2 separate regions of the Mus musculus genome follow, and region 2 is linked to region 1. A link is a contact called in public Micro-C data. All regions are on one chromosome and are shown on one strand. The core of a region is the stretch at or near the end of the contact, and the rest is flanking DNA. Distances in the headings are between cores, read along the strand shown.

Region 1 (5,891 bases), core at 1,976-4,475:
TTATCTGCTCCTGTATCCATTATACCTTGAAAGGTTTTTCCTTCTATTTGTAAAGATATGTACTTTATTTTCAAACATACTCTTTCTACCCTTTGTACATTGCTTTTGCATATTACCTGTTTTCTTATGTTGTTTAGAATAACTCCAACCTTGGGTTTCCAATTTTAAGCTAACTTTCTGTTACAAGCAAAAGGCTGCCTGCCCCTTTAAAAGCTCCATTTGCAATCAGCCTTCAGCAGGGCTTTTTCAGCTGTACTTGACTCCCAGCCACTGTGCAGCTAACTTGTCAATTTTTGCTGTGCAGACTGAGACTGCTTTTTTATTTTTCATCATGAAACACAGGACAACAATCATTCAATCATCCAAGCAAAAACAAACACGAGTTGACAGACATATAGACAATTTGGTGCACCAAAAAACAGAAAATAGAACACAGATATCCTATTCGAAGCTAAAAATATTTCCATAGGAGCCAGAGAGGAAGCAGGACGTCTCCCGTTTTCTGTCTGTCCCTAGGAGGGCTCTGAAATAGCTTATTTTCATTTTTTCTCCTTCTTCTAGGAATTCTGCACAGTGGCTGCTTCTAATAGTTACTCCTCTTTCCCTGAGAGCTATCTTTAAGCCTTTGATGAAGGCTGCCTCTTTAGTCAAAGTCCTCGAGAGGAGGGTAAATTGACTTAATTTTTTGCTCTTCATTTTTTATATTATCCTTTATATCTTTATATTATCCTTTGTATCTTTATATTTTATATTATCCTTTGTATCTTTATATTTTAGCTTCCTTTCTTTTTCTCTTTTTATATTTCTTAAGTTACTTATTTTTCTGCGCGCGTCTTCTTTTTTCTTTCTCTCTGTTTCTGATATGCCTTCCTGGTACTCCTACAAAGTCGCTGCCCTTCCTTAACAGCTGGTCCCACACAAACCCAGCAACAACTACCAGACCCACTGCGTAAGAAAGCATACCTCTCAGAGACTTACCTTAATTTCTTTATACTTACTGGTACCACCGTTCCTCAGCTGGAGTTCTGAATCCACGCAGTTGAATCCTTCTCAGCAGTCTGTTTTGCAGGAACCTTTATTAACACCGCTCCCCAGCTGAAGAGTTCTGAATCCACGCCGGATCCTTCTCAGCAGTCTGTTTTACGGGAACCTTTATTAACCGCTCCTTCCCCGCGATGCAGTTCTGAATCCTCCCTGTAGCAGGGGGTCTTCGCTCGTGCCTGAAGATGTTTCTTGTCCCGGGTTTTCGGCACCACTTCTTGCGCGCGCTCGACTCGACCAGCAAGAACGACGCTGCAACAGGATCCTTCTGCACACGTTTATTGGGAGAGCTTGATTGCAGAGGCGAAAAGACTTTTTGCCCAGAGCTGGTGCTGCTTTTATAGGCCTAGGAGAGGCGTGTCTCATACCCTGATTGGTTATGCACTAAGCCTCATTTGCATGTTCCTCATCTGATTGGCTACTCTCTCTCAGTACCTCACTGAGCCTCATTATCATACCTCATTTGCATGTCTCACATCCGATTGGTTATACTCTCAGTACCTTACAGAACCTCATTATCATGCCTGGGCCAGGCAGTGTTTTTGCAAAAAACTTTACTGCATATGTACACATTGGTTGTTTGTCCAATCTTATGCATGGTGGCCAGCAGTAGTCAGTGCCACTCAGCAATGGCACATGTGGCTTCCCACACTTGGAGCTCACAGCCATTCTCTGGAAGATTTGGCCCAATAACACTGTCAGTTCCAAAGGCTTGTAATCCACCTCCAACCTGTGCTAGCCATCAATGAGTCAAGACCTGTTCAGGCCTCTCAGATGTCTGACCAAGCTAAGCAAAGGGTGGAATTCTCTTGTAGAGCACAGATTGTTGGTCTGGCTTGAGAGCTCAAGCCTAGAACCATCGCTTCCAAGGAGAAGGATAAGACACAGTGAACCAAGCATACCAGAAGAAGCCAGACCTGAGAGCCCAGGATGTTTTGAGGATGCTGGTGGAGGTGCTTGAAGGCCAGCCAGGACTTTCTTAACCTTCTGCTGGTTGTGCCTCTGCAGTGGCAGGAGGAATCCAGGCCCCTCTTTCAGATCTAGTCCTCATTCTCTCCCTTGACAGTCAGGAAGGGCCCAAGGGTCAACACAGCCTATCCAGGTCTGCACCAAGACAGATTGTACTCCTGATGAGAGAGACCACAACCATGGTGCCTCTTCACAACACTAGAACACTGACTAAGACACATGATTCCAAGGGATATCCAGGTCCAGCATTACCCACCGCCCATTCACTTTGGTAAGGGATCCCCAACCTGGGTAAAGGCTCCGAAGAGTCCTCTGTTTACCTCCGTGCATACTCAGAATCCCTTTTGACCTGGGAACAATTGTGTAAGTGAATGACTGAGAGAAGGAACTGGGGACTTGGGTGGGTTTTCCTTTGCCAACCATGTCAAGCTGTTTAGCAACCCAGGTTTAAACATCAGGACCCACAAAGGAGTCCTGCAACCACACCAAGCACCACCCCGATCCTCATCCCCGAAACTCACAACAGTGGAAACTCCTGGTCCTGCAGGACATGGCCTTATGGATATCCATTCTCAGCCACCTGATTCAAAGGGACCCTTCCTGCCTCATTTCACCCTTTCTTTCAGGAAAGTTACCTAAAAGACCCTTGGAGATTGTTGGCAGCCCAGGGCCTCTCTGCCACCCACGACTTGGAAAGGTGGGGAGACTTGGAAAGGTGGGGAGACTTGGAAAGGTGGGGAGACAATGGGTGCTTCAGTGAAGGCCAAGAGCCGCTGCGCAGGCGGCTATTCTAGCGGTTAGAGGAAAATGAGTTGAGAGCAGACAGGGGTTCTTGGCCATTTCAAGCAGGAACTTCTCGTGTGCCACCAAGCCTTCATCGCTGCTCTCACTTTGGCCGGGAGGGTTCAAGACCCTAGAGGTTGGAGTGCACTGTGCAACCGCTTAGAGGTGACAGAATCGCCTCTAAACACAGCAGTACTGACTGAGACTGGAGCTCCTGGCTGTCTGTCAAGCTCCGAAGCCAGAGTCGAGGAGGGAGGGGGTCTGCGGAGTGAGCTCTGATTTCTGCAAAGTTGCTACAGTCTATGGTCTCTGGTGCCTCCGCCCGGAGGAGCCAGGGGTGAGGACCCTCTACGGGCTTGAAGGTCCCGCCCTCGAGGCGGGGCCTGGAATCCCGCGGGCTCCGCAGCCAAGTTCAACAACACGCACGCTGAAGGACCCGCAGCTGGTACACTCAACCTGCCTTGCTGATGCTGCGAGAGAGCCCAGGTGAGATGCGCCCCGCGGTCCTACGGGACAGACTCACCGGACAGACTCACCGGGAGAGGACAGCAGAATGCCTCTCCTTCCCTTGGCCTCTTCCCGGGAAAGAATTCTGAAGTCCCGCTGTAGCTGTAGCGTTGCAGGGCCGGATTTCCCTCCCCTCTGTCTCCAGCTCCTATATCTTTTCTCCAGTTCACTATCTGGGACTCATCTTCTGTCTTTTTCATCTTGTCTCTTCCTCTGTCTCTCTCCCTCACCTTTTATTTCCTTGTAGGTTTAATTTTTATGGGCGACTCCTTGCAGTCCTGCTTTCTTTCCTTAAGGAAAAATCTTCCCTTTTCCTTCCTGTTGTGCCCCCTCTCACACCGCACACAATTCTGTTTTTTTTTTCTTCCTCCTAGGCTGTGTGTGTGCTGTATTTCTTGATTTCATATCTCCATGCATGCATCCTATTATTCTCTATTATTCTCAACAGGGTTTGTGCTGACTAGTAAGAACCACAACCCAATCTCAGATGTGTTCTCCAGTAGATATTCACAAACATCTGGAAATGTAACGCAATGCCTGTTATGGGAAAAGCCATAAACGATCAAACTGTGTATCTCTGAGTTTTCGGGGTTAGCAGAAAGAAAACGCCTGGTTTTGATAGGATAGTGTGTTCCTTTCTTGACATCATTTTCTCCCCTAATAGGCACAGACAGCACACCAGGAGAGCCGGTCCTTGCAGCAGCATTTAGGGGACAGCTCCAACCATGCGTGCCTTCCGGGCAAGCTGTGCCTGTCAGGTTCTGGGGCGTAGAGGGGGTGGTGTTCAGGGCTGGGTTGTAGGAAGACAATGGGAGCCCAGGACTGTGTATGTTTTTGTCTATTATGTAGAAGGATAATTGTGAAAATATTTCATGTCACTCTCAAAGATTACCTTAGATACATTTTTAAAAGGAGAAGAAATCTAGGAAAGCCAGTCTGCTTAAATTGCCAGGGAGCCAAGTCAACATGTAGACAGGAGCAATTTTTGATGCTTTGTTAAATATTTAGTCTTGGCAAAGATACAATTCCATGTTTAATGATATTTATGATATGTCTTTATGTTCAAAAGAACATACAAAGCATACACCAGATTGCTTGTTTTCAAGGGTGTTAATTACCAATTCAAGTTTGCAGCCTTGACTTTTTAGAAACAGTTTAAATTGACCTTGTAGTTTATTGTGTCATTTTATGAGAATTCAGCCAGTTTAACTTTTTATTGATGCAGAAAAGGAAGCTTGGCCTTAAGCAAGCCACACAAAACTGATGAGCAGAAGTGGAATTAGGTCGGTGAGGGTTGTGGTGTGGTCAGTAGAAGAGCTTTTGATGCTATACTGAAGGATTATCGATAATTGATAAGCATGTACTGGAAGCTTTGACTTGGGAGTCCGTGTTCTGCATTGGAGAGTTCAATTGTCTTGTAAGTCATCCAACCACTGACTCTGGGGAGTCAGAACTGGGAGTGGAGATGGCAAGGGGGGCACTTTTCAGCTGATTTGGAATGACATGTTAGCTTTTTTTTTTTTTTTAGCAGATTTCTTTTTCAGAAATCCAGGACTTAGCAAAGTATATTTAAAACAGATAAGCCATTAAAAAGGATACAAAGAAAAGTCTTGATTTTCAATGTTTTAAATTTCATTTTCCTTCATTATGTAGTGTGTGTGTCTGCATAAAAGTGTCACTGCCATTCTCTTTTTAGACGGTGTTACTATTTGAATATAAAAGGCTCTTGTTGAACAGCCTGGTAGATAAGCCGTGTATTTTATCCTGTGACTGTAACCCTGGCTAGGGTAGGGCATCTGCTTTTTCTTTCTAACAGTACCAGGAACAAGAGTTTCCTTTATTGAGATCTTACACAGACCCCTGTTTAGTCCAGTTAGAAACATCCTTAAGTGAAGATCACTATTCCAGTTTTATTTATGAGGGAATTAACATCCTGAATGCTTGTCCTGGGTCATGCATGTAGTGAGTGGCTAGGCTGAGACTGCAACTCAAACTATATCTTGGAATCTGAACCCTTGGAGCTAAGTCAATCTCACACATTCTAGCTGAAGCATCACTCCAGATTGCACGACTTGTTGGCCAGTTGATAATGTTTATCAGAGTACTTCTCCTTGCTGAGTACTTCTCCTTGCTCTAGTGTCCCGGGCACCCTTGGCCATGGCTAACTCTGAATGCACCCATGAGAGCCTCTAGAAATCACTTTTTTTTTTGTCCTCTGTGACACTGGCTCTGTTTTTGCAGATTCCTGGGGTCGGAGGGGTGATGATGTCATCTACCTCTATGTGGCTCCACATGGCCAAGCTGGGTTAGCACTAAGTTCTAGAACGCCTTAGCTGGACGTGGAAACCTCTAGGAGTGACTTGGAAGCCCTCATCTCTGCTTCTCCATGAAAACCTGGAAAGCTCAGAGAAACAATTTTCATTGTTTCCAATATCCCAGAGCTAGGAGATACCTAGAAACATGTGCAAGTCCCACAGGAAAACACAGGTGCTTGCCATCCTTATACAAAAATGCTAGTGTGTGATTATATTTTGGCATCTCCCAAAAGAATCGGGTAAGACTCCAGCGACACCGAAAGGCGGGATGCACAG
Region 2 (5,891 bases), core at 2,433-4,932, 400 kb before region 1:
GAGCCTAGAGGGCTCAGCACTGGTCTGTGGGGTTCTGCCTATACCCAGAACCCTGTGCTCAAGAGCGAGAACAGGCACAAGAGTATATGTGTTGGCTCCACTCTGCTGCTGTGTGTCCTCTAGCTATGTGCTGAACAGCTCTGGGCCTTGAGCTAGCAGCTACGATAGTCCCTAGTGTTCCTTCCATTAGGTGGAGCCTGCTACTGGGAGTAACGTTATAAAATCACACTCTACATGGGGGTGGGTCAGGACAGAGAACACCAGGCTCCAACTATGAGATCTGAGGCTCTGAATGGAATCAAAGTAGAAGACAGCCCATCTCTTCAGGTTCAGCATGGCCTCTACCACAGACCCAGCCTCTCTGGAGCAGCTGACTTGGGTCTGGAGAGTCCATATTCTCTATACACAACCCCACCAAGGAGCTGGGAAGAGCCGGGTGGTGGTGGCGCATGCCTTTAATCCCAGCACTCGGGAGGCAGAAGCAGGTGGATTTCTGAGTTCGAGGCCAGCCTGGTCTACAGAGTGAGTTCCAGGACAGCCAGGGCTACACAGAGAAACCCTGTCTTGAAAAACAAAAAGGAGCTGGGAAGAACCAAGGTACTCCTTGCTAGTTTGCTGGCCCTGCCTCTGCAGGATCTCCAGGGGCTTGGGAAACAGCTAACCAGGTCCCTCTTCTGCCCTGGGACCTGGCAGCCTGGGCACGCAGGGTGTGGAGGCACCAAGTTGTTTTGTTTTACCGTTCTTCCAAAAGCTCTTATCCCTGTGAGTCCAGAGCCTGCCTGGCCCCTGACCTATGGAATTGGGGGGCCCAAATAGAAAGCAGGAGGCCTGGCTCTAACAGCAGAGACTTTAATGATTGATGCCGATGCTGCATTCCCCCAACCCTGCCCCCCACTCTGTTGATGGAGTAGTGGAACACAGCGCCTGGATCCCCCCACAACCCCCTTCCCCTTCTGCCCAAGGACCTGAGCAGCACTTCCGCCTCCTGTCACAGGAACTTGGGAAGCAGTCAGCCCAGGAAGCTGCTGTGTTTCCTTCCTTTCCCACCAGGCTCTCTAGATACTTCAATAACTTGGATGGTGGGGTCCAAGCTTCTTGGGATATGAAAAGGAAACCCCGGAAGGCAGGAGCCCTAGCTTGGGTGACCTGGGTATTCCTGAGCCCAGCTCACTATGCACAAACCCCTCTAGTCCCTAGAGTCTGGCACAACTCCACCTAGGGAAAGATGGAGGGTCCTCTAATCCCAGGGGCTAAGGGAACAAACAGACCTTCTCCACACCCAGGGGGAATGAAGAACAAGGACCAGGACTCCTCCCTTCTGGCCCCTCAAGCTCCTCCATCTTTCCTTTGGAGACTGGGACCTGCTCCTGGTGGCTCTAGGGAAGAGAGAGGGTTGGTCCCTGGTCCTGAAGTCAGAGGTAGATGGTAGGACTGACTGCCTCCGTGAACAGTCGCCTTGTGTTTGTGAGCCTGTGGTAAAACTAGGGATGAACAGGACACCCCTTTCTCCCTACACCACCAGACCCACCCCTTCTTCACGAAACAGCACATATGTCCTCTCACGAGGCAGCCTCTCCATGGCCAGGCCTGCTTTCCAGAAAGCTCCCAACAGCTATTCCCCTAAAAGAGTCAGAAGCAGACAGAAACCTGGTCCAGGGGATTTGTCTGGGAATTCTGTTACAGTCCCTTTTCTATGTAGTGGGGAGGCTGGGGCGGGGGGGTGGTAGGGGTAGGAGGGGGATGTTGGCCGTTTACCCTACAGATCCGACAGTTTCCACTCTGAGAGTTAGGTATGAAAGCAAGGGTCCAGCTCTCTGTGCCTGTGACCCAGGGTAGATGACTCAAGCACTGTGAGCCTCAGGCCCCGCCACTGTGAATCAGGCTGCTAGGGGAGAGGAATGGGGAGAATACCTGAAAAGTGGAGCCCCAGAGGCTATCCCAGGAAGTGGCATCTGCGTGCCACCTTGAACATGTCGAGACATGAGACTCCAAACCCTGAGGGACAGACCTAGAGTCCTGGCACCTCTAAGCATAAAGGCGATGTCGGAAAACCTTGCCTGGGGTCTCACTGCACCCTGTCCGTGCAGGAGGCTTCGTGAAATTGCTCTAGGATTCCCTGCCTCCATGAGCTCTGGGGACTGAGGAACCCTTGCTCTGTTTAGTAATCCTGGCCTGGTACTCTGGGCACTTAGATCCAAATGCCTTCCCTGTGAGCTGCTGTCCCCTAGGGCTTAGGCTGGGCCAGCCTTACAGAGGCTCAGGTTTCAGAGCTGAGCTCCTTTGAAGAGCAGGAGCGATAGCCCCATCACCTGGAATCATCTAGAACACCCAACCCTCTGAGTCCCATGCCACTAGTGGGAGCTGTGTTACCTGTTGCAGCCCCACCCAAAGCCCCTGCTATAGGTCAAGCAGGAATCACCCTGCCATCCCCAGCCTGGGGCCTGGAGTACCAGATCCAGGAAACTAGCATCCCTTAGCTATAGAGATAGCCACACATCAGCCCATTCCTCAGATGTGTATCTGGGGCTCAGACATCATCTCCCGATCTCCGACAAGGGCAGGATTTCCTTACCGTCTGATGGGGTCTCTGCTGGTATCCTCAGCCCCTAGTCTCCAGCCTTCAGGCATGCCGGGCCTATTGAGATGGGAGAACTTGGTACCGGGGTCCTGTGCCCAGGACCCTAGCAGTCCCCAGCTCAGGTACACCCCAAAGCCCAGCAGCAGTGTCGGGATCATGGTGAGGGGCTCCTGTGCTGATGCTCAGCCTTACAAGTGACTCTCAAATTTGCTGGTGATGTGGTCTTCAAGCGAAATGTCAGAAAGAAAAGAAAACACGAGGACAACAAAGGGAGGAAGTGGCCTGGTCCGGCCCACCCGGCAAGTCTCATCCGCCCCCGCCCCCGCCCCTTCCAGCCTGGCCCCCTTGGAGGCCTCCAACCACTCAGGTCAATTCCTGTGTCCTGAGGGCACTTGAATCAGGGACACGGGATTTGGTAGACACATAAAGGTGGCCCCATTAAACTTATTTCTCCAGGACTCTGTCGTGGGCCTGGAGGAGATCTGGTGCCACCCATACTGTTGGCCAGGAAGTGGGGAACGGGCACATCACACCTGCTCGGCACCTTGGGCTATGGGAACTAGCAGGTGGGTGGGAACTCAGAGAAGGAAAGGGACTATGCTAGAATCACACAGCGGGCAGCCCAGTCTAGGGCATGGGGAGCAGCTTTGGGTGTTTCTGGCCTCAGCCTTCCAACAGGTTTGGCTAGAGCTCCAGGCTCAAGAGCATCCAGGATACAGTGGGGAACTGGATAACAGGGCAGCCTGCAGGTTGGCCATTCATTGGATTGGCCCTGACCCCGGCCCAGCCTGGGACACTGAGGCATCATCAGTCAAGGCACTTTTCTTCTGCATATAAGAGCCAGGGCACGAGACCACCAGGGCTTTCCAAGGATGAATGAGGTGTAATGATAGATTAGGATATGTCCAGCCTCCAACACGCTCTCCCTCCCCCAGGGCCAACAAGAGTCAGCAGGGCAGAATAGAGCCAGTAGGGGCCCGGGCCCTGCTCGCTGGTATCCCCGTGAGGCATGCCTTCTCTCTGGCCCGCCCTCCCTGCCCCCACCCTGGCCCGGGCTGGCTGGGCTCCAGCCAGCAGCCACAGCATCAATATTTCATCTGCGTCAATAAGAGGCAGTAGCAGCAGAGACAGCGGCTGCGGCAGCACTCCAGTCCATAGCTTGCAGCAGCCAGGTTCCATCCTTGCAAACACCATGGACGTCTTCAAGAAAGGCTTCTCCATTGCCAAGGAAGGTGTTGTGGGTGCTGTAGAAAAGACCAAGCAGGGAGTAACGGAGGCAGCTGAGAAGACCAAGGAGGGGGTTATGTATGTGGGTGAGTGTGGTAGGTGGGGCGGGGCGGGGCGGGGCAGGGTGGAGGGGTCCCTAATGGAGGGCAGATGCCTCCCTCTGCAGATTCCCCCAGCTTCTAGAAAGCGTTTTGAGATGAAATTCTGATTGTTGAGGCAGGGTCGCACACCCTGGAGAATATGGTAGTATCTAATTGTCTTTGATACTCTGGGGGAAGGGACTCTGAGTGGGACAGGACCGGAGTGCCACACCTACGTGTGGGCACTCAAAAGCATGCACACACATGCCTGGAGTCTCCTAACCTGGAGACCCTGAGGTAATGATCTGCTCAGGTGGACCCCGCTTTCTCCAATGGGAGTTGCTGCATCTGAGCCAGGCCACTCCTGGCTTAGAGGGGAAGGGTAGTCTGTGAAAATGGGTCCCATTTAGTGTTCAACCCACCCCCAGCATTCTGGGCTCTTTCTAAAGAGGGGACAGGGGTGGCTAATCCTGTGACTCAGCTTTCTCTGCCCTGTTCAGCTGCTGCTTCTGAGGCCGGGGCCACGCCCATGCAAGGGCCATAGCCCTACCAGTAACAGTACCTCAGGCCTGGTCTATTTTGTCCCCTCTTCCTGTCCTGTCTCCTTCCCGTCTGTCCTCTGTCCTTCAGACACAGCAGGAAATGGCCTTTTGAAGGGGCTACTGTCCCCAGACGCCATCCTCATCCCCTCCTGGCCCCCACATTGTGTCCAGCTGTTTGCCCTGACCGCTTGTACACCTCTTCCTCCAATAGGCACCAAAACCAAGGAGAACGTGGTACAAAGTGTCACCTCAGGTAAGATGACCCAGAACTGGGGACCCCACAAATCCTGCCCTATATCCAGGGTCCATACCTGAAGTCCTCTTTGTACCAACTGGAGCCCTAAGCCCTTGGTGACCCAAACCACTACATGCCCTGAAGATAGACCATCACATTGTTCTGCCCTAGAGTCAGACAAAGGGATCGAAGTAACTAGAAGTCAGGCATCAGGCATCTGGGCTCTGGGAAGGGGTTGCTCTCCTCAGCTTGGGTAGGCAGCAGTGGAGGGGGCCAGGGCTGAGTCCAACCAGAATCCTCTGCAGTGGCTGAGAAGACCAAGGAGCAGGCCAATGCCGTGAGTGAAGCTGTGGTCAGCAGCGTCAACACAGTGGCCAACAAGACCGTGGAGGAGGCTGAAAACATCGTGGTCACCACCGGGGTGGTGCGCAAGGTAAGCCTGGTTCATGTCCTTTTTCTAGGCTCCCCAGCAATAGGAGGCAATTCTGCCCTCGTGAACACACGGGTAAATAGCACTAGACACTGCTTAACTTTACAGACAGTACCCACTGTGTGCTGGGGCGACTTGGTATCTCTGTACCTGTTCATATCAGGAATCCCCATCACACTCCAAGAGTGGGGACTTGGGATTCATTTTATGCACAAGGAAAGCGACATGCAGACCATGGCCAGCCCCATCCCCTTGGCATGCAGGAAATACATATCACAAGGGCAGTGTATGGTGACAGGCTAAAGCTGAAAGCCACCACCAGAGCTACCTTTTATCTTTTATCCAACCCTCCCTCATCCCAGGGTCTAGCTTCCACCTCCCAAGGAAGCAGTAATGGCAACACTGCCCACTTGTGGTGGGCAAGTGGCAGGGCTCCGACTCCACCCTCTGCTGAGGTCTTTGTGTGAACATGTGGGTTGTATGTGCATTATTGGTAGGGTAGAGATGTGTGTGAACGCATATGCGTGGAATGCATGTGTGAATGGATGCGCATGTGTATGTACGCATGTGGCAGGCAGTGGATAAAACAGGGGCATCAGGCTCTCTGGGGATAGATGCCAGAAGTAGGAGCTGTCTCCGCACTTGCCAAAGAGTAAGCTCTGCTTTAAGTCTTTTACACTTACTAACCTATTTAATGGGGCCCCAAATTCCACCAAACCAGATATGGAAGGAAGGGCCTAGAGAGATTAGGTGATATGATGCACCACGGTCACATGGCTGGTCTCTGCCAGCACGTAGG

What was found. A called contact is a pair of places that touch in the nucleus more often than the background predicts.
Region 2: a contact with region 1 is called in a Micro-C map of embryonic stem cells, with 2.0 times the contacts expected there. The contact joins the promoter of Sncg here to the promoter of Zfp488 in region 1. A contact is called at or near these places in 2 of 39 promoter capture datasets (hippocampal neurons and stem cell-derived epiblast-like cells) and 2 of 484 Hi-C or Micro-C datasets (embryonic stem cells and nephron progenitors).

What each region holds. Positions count from the first base shown.
Region 1 is chr14:33,976,098-33,981,988 of GRCm38.p6, reverse strand. Zfp488 (zinc finger protein 488) reads left to right here and starts at 3,225. Exons shown (of 2, transcript NM_001013777.2): 1 at 3,225-3,279.
Region 2 is chr14:34,372,460-34,378,350 of GRCm38.p6, reverse strand. Sncg (synuclein, gamma) reads left to right here and starts at 3,682. Exons shown (of 5, transcript NM_011430.3): 1 at 3,682-3,891; 2 at 4,639-4,680; 3 at 4,968-5,095. The coding sequence starts at 3,771. It overlaps Mmrn2 (multimerin 2), which reads right to left and starts at 2,847. Exons shown (of 7, transcript NM_153127.3): 1 at 2,573-2,847. The coding sequence starts at 2,736.